Linked DNA regions of Mus musculus: region 2 is linked to region 1. Evidence: chromatin contacts called from public promoter capture Hi-C data. All regions are on one chromosome and are shown on one strand. Each heading gives the region's core, a stretch centred on a gene start, on an enhancer-like site or on the middle of the called end of the contact. The rest is flanking DNA. Distances are from core to core; before and after follow the strand shown.

What was found. Capture Hi-C pulls out chosen DNA fragments and counts their contacts.
Region 2: a promoter capture Hi-C map of adipose tissue shows a contact between it and region 1. The contact joins the promoter of 4930562C15Rik here to the promoter of Dnaja3 in region 1. A contact is called at or near these places in 8 of 39 promoter capture datasets (the 3T3-L1 cell line, the C10 cell line, the HPC-7 cell line and 4 more), 1 of 484 Hi-C or Micro-C datasets (bone marrow-derived macrophages), 4 of 115 datasets of contacts at active chromatin or transcription factors (bone marrow-derived macrophages and embryonic stem cells) and 4 of 9 other capture datasets (adipose tissue, liver, macrophages and 1 more).

The regions. Positions count from the first base shown.
Region 1 is chr16:4,680,879-4,686,504 of GRCm38.p6, forward strand. Dnaja3 (DnaJ heat shock protein family (Hsp40) member A3) reads left to right here and starts at 3,192. Exons shown (of 11, transcript NM_001135112.1): 1 at 3,192-3,466. The coding sequence starts at 3,256.
Region 2 is chr16:4,832,156-4,837,781 of GRCm38.p6, forward strand. It overlaps 4930562C15Rik (RIKEN cDNA 4930562C15 gene), which reads left to right and starts at 3,261. Exons shown (of 16, transcript NM_030192.1): 1 at 3,261-3,853. The coding sequence starts at 3,434.

The DNA.
Region 1 (5,626 bases), core at 1,942-4,441:
TGTTCACCTGTCTATCCCTGCCTACTCATCTGTGTGCACACAATGTTGGGGTCCAGGAATTGCCTCACAAATCACACAGACATTGATCTCGGTCAGACCAGGATGGTTTATTGATCATATGCTCCAGGATTGGTCGACCAGGGCCATGGTCAGGATTTCAGAACTGAGCCACTACCCTGAACTAAGATCCTACAGGGCTTTTAAGCCCAAGATCTACAAACATTTGTGCCAAGTTATTTCATCAATCGGGATTTAAAGACAGGAAGATTTCCTTAGGAACATGTCTTTGTTGTACACTTATCCTGCTCCCATTGGTTGGGGTAGTCAACTGTGGCAGGCAGGGGACTTGCCTTGTCTAATAATATTCATGTCCTAACTTGTCAACCAGGATGGGCTTTGTCTAACATTCATGTCTTTACTTGCTAACCAGGATGTCTTTTTCTGCCAAGTAGGATGTCAGTTCCTAAGGAGGTCTTGGGAACTTAAACTTTACTAGACTCCTACTCTAAATGGAAGTCTTACTCCAAATAGTTTCTTATATTGGTGCAGGTGCTCTCTTATGTTGGAGTCCATCTCAGGGGCAGCTTATACCATAAAAGCTCATACGCAGGTGCAGGAAGTGCTGCTGGGTGGTTGGTTCAGGTCCAAGCTTATTGTGGGTAACTATACAAAACAGTTCTACCGACTTCTATAGTGATTGATTTCCAGGGACACAGAACATAAGAGAATATGTAATCAGTCTTGGCATTAGAAAGTTTCCTAGTAACAGCAGAAACTTATGACAAAGTTTCCTTATGGTAGACTATCAAAGGTAGGTTCTCTGGAAGCACAGCAAGAGCTCTTACCTGCTGATCCTTCTCTCTAGCTCCAATAAAAATGATTCTTGCAGGGCTCAGTGGTGCCTATCTGTATTCTTAGAAATTTTCAAGAGTGAGTGGGAGGCTGGCTTGAGCCCACAAGTTTGAGACTAGCCTGGGCACTATAAGATTAATGACATTGCTATAGCGTGTACAACAGAGCCTGAGATTTGAGCAGTAGGAGCTCCAACTTTTTGTTGTTGCTGTTGTTTTTTGTTTTTTTGTTTTTGTTTTTCAGTTCATAGTCTTAGTCATTGTGCTGGAGATATTTGAATGCATTTGCTGCTGGATGCATTACAGAACTGTCCCCTCTCATTCCCTGCGCCTTGCCTTCCTCCTTGTTTCACTGAAATGCTCTTTGTTCCCATCACTGACACCCATGCACAAGCTCTCCAGCTGCCCTTGCACTTTACACTAGCTTCATAACTACTTTCTGCTTGATTGGTAGTTTTTGACCTTAAGAGTCTCAGAATCCACTGAGAATTTGGTTGGTGAAGGTTATGGATATCTATCCAGGGTAACATGCACACACATTTTGTGTACAAAACTGGGGGGTAGAAAGTGCCAGTGTGCTCTCTCTTGTGCACGTGTATGTGTGTGTGTGTGTGGTGTCAATGTAGACTGATCATCCTAAACCCATTCATAAGCCCTCAGATTCTCTTCCTTTTATTTGGGAGGGTGGTGAAAAATGTAACTTTCCTAACTAACCAGCCCCAGTCTAGCTTTCTGGCTTCATTTTCAGTTATGTATACTAAATTTAAGGTTTAAGCATATACTTCTACACATTTAGACACCAGCTTTTATAGCTTTTTTAAAAAATTTTTGTAATAAACTGATGACATGACTGTTCCATAGTATGCTAGACCTGGTAATTTGAGGAGAGAGAGAGGGAGAGGGAGAGGGAGAAAGAGAAAGAGAAAGAAAGAGAATCGAAGGGTTATAAGCTTGGGGAAGTGGGACCCATGAGCTGCAGAGTTTGAAGTTGGGGAAGAAGTGAGAAGAGCTAGGATGCTAGCATGAACTTTGAAATTTGAAACAGGTACTTTTGGTACAAGGGAGCCTGAAGGCCTGATGTGCTTTGGTATGCTAATAGTCACCACAGATAGCCACGTGTCCCTTCAGCCAGGGATAAAGAAAATGACTCCTTTTGATAATAGGAACCAGCTTCACAATTTTTTTTTTCAAAAACAGGATTTCTCCAGGTAGCCCCAACTATCCTGGAACTTGCTCTGTAGTCCAGGCTGGCCTCAATCTTAGAGATCTGCCTATCTCTACCTCCCATGTGTTGGGATTAAAGTTGTGAGAAACCATTGCCTGACTTGCTGGTTTTTATCTAACCACTAGAAATCCTGTACTCCAGGTTGAGTCTTATTTCTGGATATTTGTACTGCCTTTTGGAGTTTGGGGAGTTGGATTTTCCTTCGGGCCTAACTCGAAGATGGGGGTCTCATGTAGCCCAGACTATCTCGAATTTGCTCTATAGCTGAAAATGATCTTGAACTCCTGATCATCCTACCTCAATCTAGTCTGGCAGCTTTTGGTGTTTTCGTCACTTGGAATACTACATCTGTACTCGATTCACTTTTCATCAAAGTTCAGTTATGGACATTATGACTCAGAAAGTTTAACAGCCCACCCCCACCCCCCACTGCCAAGCCTTATGCGTGTAAGAAACTTATCATAAGAAACAGATCGAGTACACTGGTATGCTTGTAACTGTGCACCTTTGATAGCACTTACCGTTGTTACTTAATAAGAAGTCTGTCCCTGTAAGGCGAGTTTGCTCCCCTGGAGCGGGTTTCCTCTAACATTCTTTCTAGAACATGGATAACAAACAGCAGGCGCACAATACATAATAGGCATTTACAATGCTCATTGAATTTTCGCTACAGGTTTGGAGAAGGCTAACGTGTTTAAGACGGACCTGAGTGTTTCAAGTTCTGCTGGGAAGGAATCAGACGCGGAAAAACTGCAGCCAACAACCGGGGTGGAGCCTTTCTGAGAGAACATGTAATAAGATGTAATTTTCAGGGTCAAGGGAGGGCATCCACACGGGGTATACCGGAATCTGATACTGACGCCGCGTTGTCTGCTGGGGTTTGTAGTTCCTGCCAGGGCAAGGCTCGCTAGATTATGGTTGCTGCACTCAGCGACAACATTCACAAGTAAAGTGCAGCATTCGTTCCTACCTCACAAAATTCCAATACAGGGAAAAGTTACAAACTGACATCCTCATAGTCTAGCACTTGTACACGTTGGCCTAGGTTCTACCGTTCGGAGACCGAGGCGCGTGCGCAATGCTTACGCTCTGCGTGCTACGGATGCCTCGCCTCCGGAAGACGCGACCGGCGAGGCGGGCCAGTGACGGTCTGCGCAGGCGCAGTGTCCCCGGGCCAAAATGGCTGCGTGGTGTTCCCCACGCTGGTTGAGGGTGGCAGTGGGGACTCCCCGGCTGCCGGCTGCAGCGGGGAGAGGGGTCCAGCAGCCCCAGGGGGGCGTAGTGGCAACATCCCTGTGTCGCAAGCTGTGCGTCTCTGCCTTCGGGCTTTCCATGGGCGCTCACGGCCCCCGGGCGCTGCTGACATTGAGACCCGGTGTCCGCCTCACAGGTGAGGGAGGCTTCCAGCTCTGGAGTAGAGGCTCCTGGGATTAGAAAGGGCGATTCGGCTCCATCTGATGACCAGGGTAGCGGGATGGAGATGTCTTCCGGCCCAAGAGAGGAATTTCTGGGGACACAGGCAAGCAGGAGGCAGAGAGGCCAAGGTGCTGGCTACCCAGAAGCCGTCGAGGGGAAAGAGCTGCGTGGAGCCGGAGGTGTTGAAACGCTCCGAACGCCATGAACCTTCACCTCTGTCAACAGTTCACCTCTCTGTCCAGGCTGCTGCCCCCTTGTCATAGCCCTTCTCTTTTTCTTCACGCTCTAGCTTGTAGTGGAAGATGTAACTGCCATTTAGTGAGTGCTAGGCACCCATAAATCAAGGGAGATGCAGGTGCTTGCCCTCATTAAGGTTAGAGAGTGTGATGAATTGTCATTTCATAGCGTTCATCCTAAATATCACGTGGTGTAATAGAAGGGCATTTATCAGTCTTTTAGAATCCTTAAGTCAGTGAATGTAATAATGGAGTCTAACATTTATTAAACATTGTGTAGGAAGTATGATTTCACTCCTTGGAGAATGTTTCAATGTGACAGGCATTGTTAACCATTCCATTTTATGGAGAAACAGGTTTAGATGTTAAAAAACTTGAAAAAGTCACAAAGCTAAAAACTGGTAGACTTGGTATGGTACCTACCTTCCTTATAGCTGGAGGGGATGCCAAATTAGTGTGCATTAAGCCTTGAAGTGTTTTAGCCACGATCTTGTCTGTCTCTTTAAAAAATATTTTTGTAAGTTATTTTGAGTTCTGTGTGTCTGTGTGTGGGTATGTGCTCTTAAGTACAGGTGCCCAAAGGGGCCAGAGGCATCTGATCCCCTGTAATTATGAGCTGCTAGACTTAGGGACTAGGAACTGAACTTGTGTCCTCTACAAGAGCAGTATGTGCTTTTAATTGCTGAGCCATCTTTCTGTCATCATAGTTCCTTATACTGTGTTATCACTTAATTTTCAGTGAGAATGAAGGAAGCAAGCACTGAACTTTATTTTGGGTAGTTCTAGGGATCAAGCATAAGGCTTCATGCATGCCTTAGAGTGGCTTTTAAATTATGTATCCTTGTGTGAGAGAGATATGGAGGCGCATGTACACAGGCACTAAGTATTACTTCTGTATGAAAGCATAACTGAAGAACTGCAGTTGGCTTTCCTCAAGTCAGCCCATAGGCTACAGTGGGCATATTTTATCTCAAGTGACAATATGTGTGGACATGGCATCCTGTAGTGGTGTATCCTGACACCACATCTAAGGTCATCAGTTTGGCCCCAAACTTTAGTCTGTGATCATTCCTCAAGTCCCAAACAGGGGCTGGAGAGATGGCTCAGCTGTTCAGAACGCTGACGGCTTTTCTAGAGGACCCAGGTTCAATTTCAATTCCCAGCACTCATATGGTAGCTCTCAGCTGACTGTGGCTGTAGTTCCAGGGGATCTGACACCTCTTCACAGACATACATTCAGTCAAAATACCGAAACATATGAACTAAAAAGAAATCATAAAAAAGAAATCTCCTAACCAGAAAGAAATCAGCAATTAGCTACTGGATTAGGCATTCTTAGAACAACATGAAGACTAATCCTATTCTGGGTTCAAAAAGCAAGACATGTGCTGGGCATACTTTGTAGAGAAAAAAAATAGATATTTCCTAGTAGTTGCTAATCATTGGCCTTTAGAATAGAAAAAAGCATCCGCTGTGTAATAGTTACCTGTGGTTATTCACAGTTTCCTTGAGCTGTCTGCTGATGTCGTAGAAGCTGGTACAGCTGACAAACTTTTGCCACTAATAGACTCATGCTCCTGATAATGGAAGGAGTGAGGAGTACAGGAATACAGCCAGGCAGGTAGCAAGTAAAGAGATCCAATATAGGATCACCAAGTATCGAGGTCTAATGTCTTCTCCGGGAGTGACTGAAGAGTCAATCACAATCTCATTCTGATTATTCCTGCTCATTCTTTTTTTTTTTTAATTCCTTTCTATATACTTTTTATTTTATTTTATTTTAATTAGGTATTTTCCTCATTTACATTTCTAATGCTATCCCAAAAGTCCCCCATACCCACCCCCCCCACTCCCCTACCCATCCACTCCCCCTTTTTGGCCCTGGCGTTCCCCTGTAC
Region 2 (5,626 bases), core at 2,011-4,510, 150 kb after region 1:
CTGCCGCGTGATCTGCCAGAGCCCGGCCCCTAAGTGCAGCCTGCTATGGTCTTGCCCAGGTGGGGGTTGGCAAGTGCACAGAGGACAACCACTTCAGTGGCTGCAGCGCCCTCCTCAGGGCGAGAAGGCTCACACTGTGAATAGTCAGAAGAAGGGAAAATGCTGTCTTATATTTATATTCCTGAATGTAAGGCGTTCAAGGGAGAAAGCTACTGGGCAGGTGCTTCTTCATAAAGTAGCTTGGTCACATCCATCCACACCTGTTTATACTAATGAGTCCTTCTGTTTGGGGGCGTGAGGGGACTACTGCTCTAACCGTCTGGAGTCCCAATAGCTCTGTTTAATCATTCCGGGTGCTACACCCCTGTAATCTCGACAGAATAATTGGGAATTAACTGGGACCCATCTCCTGGGCGGATCGAGCTTCGATATCATGGGTATGGTCAATTATGTGGGCACATCTTGGAAAAGCACAAAGTTTGTGATCAGACTGTTTTCTTTCACTAGTATTGTGAGAAGGAGCTTTGACAATCCTTGCCAAGCTTCAAGGCTCCAATTCCTTAAACCTGTTAAAACTCATTTTGTTTTTGATGGGCATAACAGCTATTATGATCCTTCTTAGACTTGTGGTCTGGTGTTAAGCACTGAACTGCCCCTGGGCTAAGCATGAAGACCCACCCTGAACACCTGAGAGAGAAGAAAGGGGGAAGAGCGGAGGAAGCTCTGAGAGAATGAAGTCCCTAGTAAATGCTGTGGATACGGACACAGCCTTATCAAGACTTAAAGGGAAATGGGGGGGGGGAGCCTTACCCCCCAACGACGAGGCTCAGATGGGACGGCAAAGCCTTCTCTTCTAGTCCACTTGTTTAGAAAATAGCCATTATAGCTTTTTCTCCCAAGGCATTTGTGGCCTGAAGACTGTTCCCCTACCCTTGTTCAGCTGTATGCAATAACCCCACCTTTCTGTTTAGCTCTCTGTAACAAACACCCTGAGCATCCAGACTGATGCGGTCCTTCCATCTGAGAGCCCAACCCATCTGACCCCAGCATTTCCATCTCTCTCTCTCTCTATCTCTCTCTCTCTCTCTCTCTCTCTCTCTCTCTCTCTGTGTGTGTGTGTGTGTGTGTGTGTGTGCTCGCGTGTGCGTTTCATTCCTTGGCTGCCTCTATTTCAAGTCCATCCCTGGAGCTATGTAAGGAGGAAGCACACTAACATTCTTTAAATTAAGATATCACGGGGGTTGGAGAGATGGCTCAGAAGTCAAGAGCACTGACTGCTCTTCCAGGGGTTCTGAGTTCAATTTCCAGCAACCACATGGTGACTCACAACCATCTGTAATGGGGCCTGATGCCCTTTTCTGGTGTGTCTGAAGACAGCTACAGTGTACTTACATATAATAAATAAATCTTTTTTTTTTAATATTAAGATATCACCAGACACAGAAATGGTTCAGACACTGAGAATTTGAGAGAGAGAGAGAGAGAGAGAGAGAGAGATGCCTGTGTACCCAGCCTGGCTCTGAATGGTCAAGCTGTGTTTGTATGGCCCCAGGTGTAACCTATTCCACTTCATTACACTCCCATTGTCTGCCTTTGCCCAGTTGGAGAATGCTCCCTTAAATATTGTAACACATGACTTAGGCCACAGAGACATAGTCCTAAGTTAATAAACTCAGTTCTGTCCTACAGGATCACTTGGAACCACCTGCAGTTGAAATTTGGGGGTACTGTCTCAATGCATCAAGACAAAATGTAGCCTGTGGATGTTTGGCCACCCTTCATAATGCAAGATGGCCAAAAATCCGATACTGGTGACATTGGATGAATATGCCTGACAGAGCTCATTAGTCATATGGACTCACAGCCCATGTGAGGACATGCAGATAGATGTACTTGGTTGCACAGAGAACCAGCAGGCATGTGGGAAGCAGCCTTTGTGGTGGCTGGGGCATAATGTACCTTCAGCTTCCCACTGAAAGATGTGGTGGGTTGTTTAAATATTTTCCAAGAGCTGGTATGAAGAGAACCCAAGCAATGAAATAGGCAAGTCTGAGCATAGCTGATCTGACCGATGGAGGAAGTAGCCAAACAGAGGCCTTTTCCCCTTGGGTGAGGCATTTCTGTCAAGAGAAGTCAAGAGCTCTATGTAACTCAAGTATAAAGGCAGCACTTGAAGTTTTACATCGCTCAGCATAGTGGGGACCCTAAAGGCATTCATTAAAGGGTATGGGGTGGTGAGATTGAGAAAGGGCTCAGTGGGTAAAGTGCTCGCCGTGCAAGAATGTGGATCTGAGTTCAGATCCTTGGCATGTGTGTAAAGGGTCTCCAGCTTGCAGACAGTTTGTCACGGGATGTCAGTCTCCATAACCACAAAAGGCAATGCTCATAAACAGCTCATGTGTCTCCATCACTGCATTCTGGTTTTGTTCTCTCTGGAGCACCCTAAGGCACACTTTAGAAGCCCACAGGTTTTTCTTTCCTCTCTTCTCTCTTCTCTTCTCTTCTCTTTTCTCTTCTCTTCTCTTCTCTTCTCTTCTCTTCTCTTCTCTTCTCTTCTCTTCTCTTCTCTTCTCCTCTCTTCTCTTTCCTCTCCTCTCCTCTTCTCTTCCTTCTCTCTTTCTCTCCCTTCCTTCCTTCCTTTCTTCCTTTCTTACTTTCTTTGTTTTGTTTTTCAAAACAGAGTTTTTCTGTGTAGCCTTGGCTCTCCTGGAGCTCACTCTATAAGTGAGGCTGGCCTCAAACTCAGAGATCTGCCTGCCTCTGCCTCCTGAGTACTAGAATTAAAGGTGTGTGCCACCACCCAGGCGAGCAATGATGCCCAACACTCAAGAGGCTTTATCACCTGGGCTACTGGAATGTACGACACTTGGATACTAGAACATACCTTGACTTTCTTACCTGATCTTCAGGGTGAAGTGCCTGGGTGGCTGGTGGTGTCTTTGACCACATCCAGAAATGAGCTTAATTCTTTAGGCTCTTTTCTTAAAACCTTGGACCTTCTGACTCCAAGAAAACTGTATTCTGTCCTGATTCCAGAGACTTCCAGGGAAACTTCCTTTCCCTCACCTCTCTGTGTCACTTAGAGGCATAAGCCTTATGTAATCAGAGGGCTTGAATGAAAGGCTGCCATTCACTCCTTAAGCACTTGTCAAATATTAATTGAACACCTCCTCTAGCCAGCTCACCTATGAACACCCACCCCACCCTGGGTTCTCGGAAGCATGCCCACTCCACCATGTTCTCTGGCATCCTAGCAACCAGAAGCTCTGGTCTGAGCTCTCACAAGGACAGAGGCCATTCCTTGCTGACCACTGTGACTTGCCACCCCAAGCCTCTCAGGACCTGTTGGTGTAGCAGTTCAGATAATTGAAAGCCGCTACTTGTCCCCAAGGACACCCAGAAGCCTTGCCACATCAACTGACCCCCCGGCAGGATGAGCTTCTCAATCACATTCACCGAGCTGGTCAACGTAGCCATCCCACAGTGTGGGGTCGTGAACTTCAAGGCCCTTCATCTCCTGCTCCAGGGCATCCTGGAGCACATCCAAATCACTGAGCTCAAGAAAGTTCTTTCAGGGGAAGAGGACTTCCTTCAATCCTCACCGGCTGTGTTTATACCCAGGGAGGGAGATGCCCAGCCTGTCATCAACCCAATGAAGAGGCTTAGCAACATCTTTGACCAAGTAGTAGACCGAATCGAAAAGATAGAGTCCAAACTGGCTGAGATGCAGGACATACCCACCACCTCACAGCTGGTAGAGGAGAGCTATGGGGACAAGCGGCCTGCTGAGGAGATGTGGAATAATATCAAGATACAGAAGAGGATAGAGGGCAACGAGAAAGCCACAGAAAAGGTAAACCCCCCTTCTGGAGAAGCACTCTAGACCTTGCCTCCTCCTAGACACCATGTCCCCTCTTCTCCCTTGGGATGGGATATATCCACTTATGGAGAGTAGGCAAGACTTTGTTGAACAAAATTGAGGTTCCAAGCTTTCATCCTTAATTGTATACTGAGGAAAGAAGCCAGATACAACAGACAACATAATTAAAAACCCCGTTGTTGCAAAATACCCTGAATAGGCAAATGTTCACATCTTGAAGGCAGACTGGCAGTTTCCAGGAGACAAGGGAGGGGCACAGGGCACGGCAACCAGTTGGATATGGGGTTTCCTTCTGGAATGATGAAGATGTTTGAAACTCCATCAAAGTGAAGGATGTTGAACTTTGTCTATGGTGTCAACACCACTGAATTGTTTATTTGAATTGTTTATTTGAATTTGGACTGGGGAGATGGCTCAATGGGTAAAGTGTCTGCTATATAAACTTGAGTATGAGTTCAGATTCCCTGAACTCATATAACAGACAGACACAGTAGCCTGTCTCTATAATTCAAGTTCTCCTTCTAAATTTATTCCTTCCCTTTCTTTCTCGTGTGTGTGTGTGTGCGTGTGTGCATGTGTGTGTGTGCATGTGTGTGCGTGTGTGAAGAAACCCTTGGAGGAAAGAAGATGGTATCAGATCTCCCTAAAACTGGAATTATAGCTGGTTGTGAGCCACCCAACCTGAGAGCTGGGACCTGAAGCTAAGACCTTTTTAAGAACAATACAAGCTCTTCATTGCTGAGACATCTTTCTAGGCCTAATTCCAATTCAATTATAATGAGGAGAGAGAGGAAATTTCCCAGAAATCAAGGGCCAGCTAGCCTGTCAATCAGCAGAAATGAGGCTCTGCCTCAAAAAAGGTAGCATGAGAGGACTGACATCTAAGGTGTACTCTGGTTCCTGTATGCACAGCACACAGGTACCCACACTTACAAGCATCATACACAAACACACAAAGATCTTTTTTGTTTGTTGTTTTTAGTTTGATTTTTTTGGGGGCAGGGGTTGGGTGTTGTTGTTGTTATTTCAATACAGGGTTTCTCTGTGTAGTCCTTCCTGTCCTAGAACTCACTCTGTAGATCAGACTAACTTGAAACTCACAGAGATCCACCTGCCTCTGTCTTCTGAATTCTGGGACTAAAGGTATGTGCCACCACTGCCTTGCCTCATACATATGTTTAAATGGTGATTTTGGCTGAGGAAGAAATCAGTTGATAGAATGCTTGCCTACATGTGTGAAACCCTGGGTTGGATCCTTAGCCCCAGATAAAAGCATGTGGTGCTTGCTTGTAAGATTAATGTTTGGGAGATAGAAGCTGGGTCAGAAGCTCAGGGCAAATTCCACACCAGCCTAGGTATATGGGACCCCTGGTCAAATAACAACAATAAAAAATATTGTGTCATGTGACTCTTCAGTTTAAAAAAAAAAAATGAGGCTTCATGGTGGTGGTGCACATCTTTAATCCCAGCACTTGGGAGGCAGAGGCAGATGGGTCTCTTTGAGTTCAAGGCCAGCCTAGTATACAGAGTGAGTTTCAGCACAACCATGGCTACACAAAAATCAATTAATGTGAGGATCTACCATCAGGAAGACACTATAGTGATCATGATAATAGGAGCGTCAACTTGGCAAGAGACACAGATAAAATGAATGAATACAAATCCATGAGAAGTAGCTGTGTAATGGGTAGTTATCCCTATTCTGTAGGTGAGGAGGAGCTATAGTTGATACTCAGAAAAGCTCTA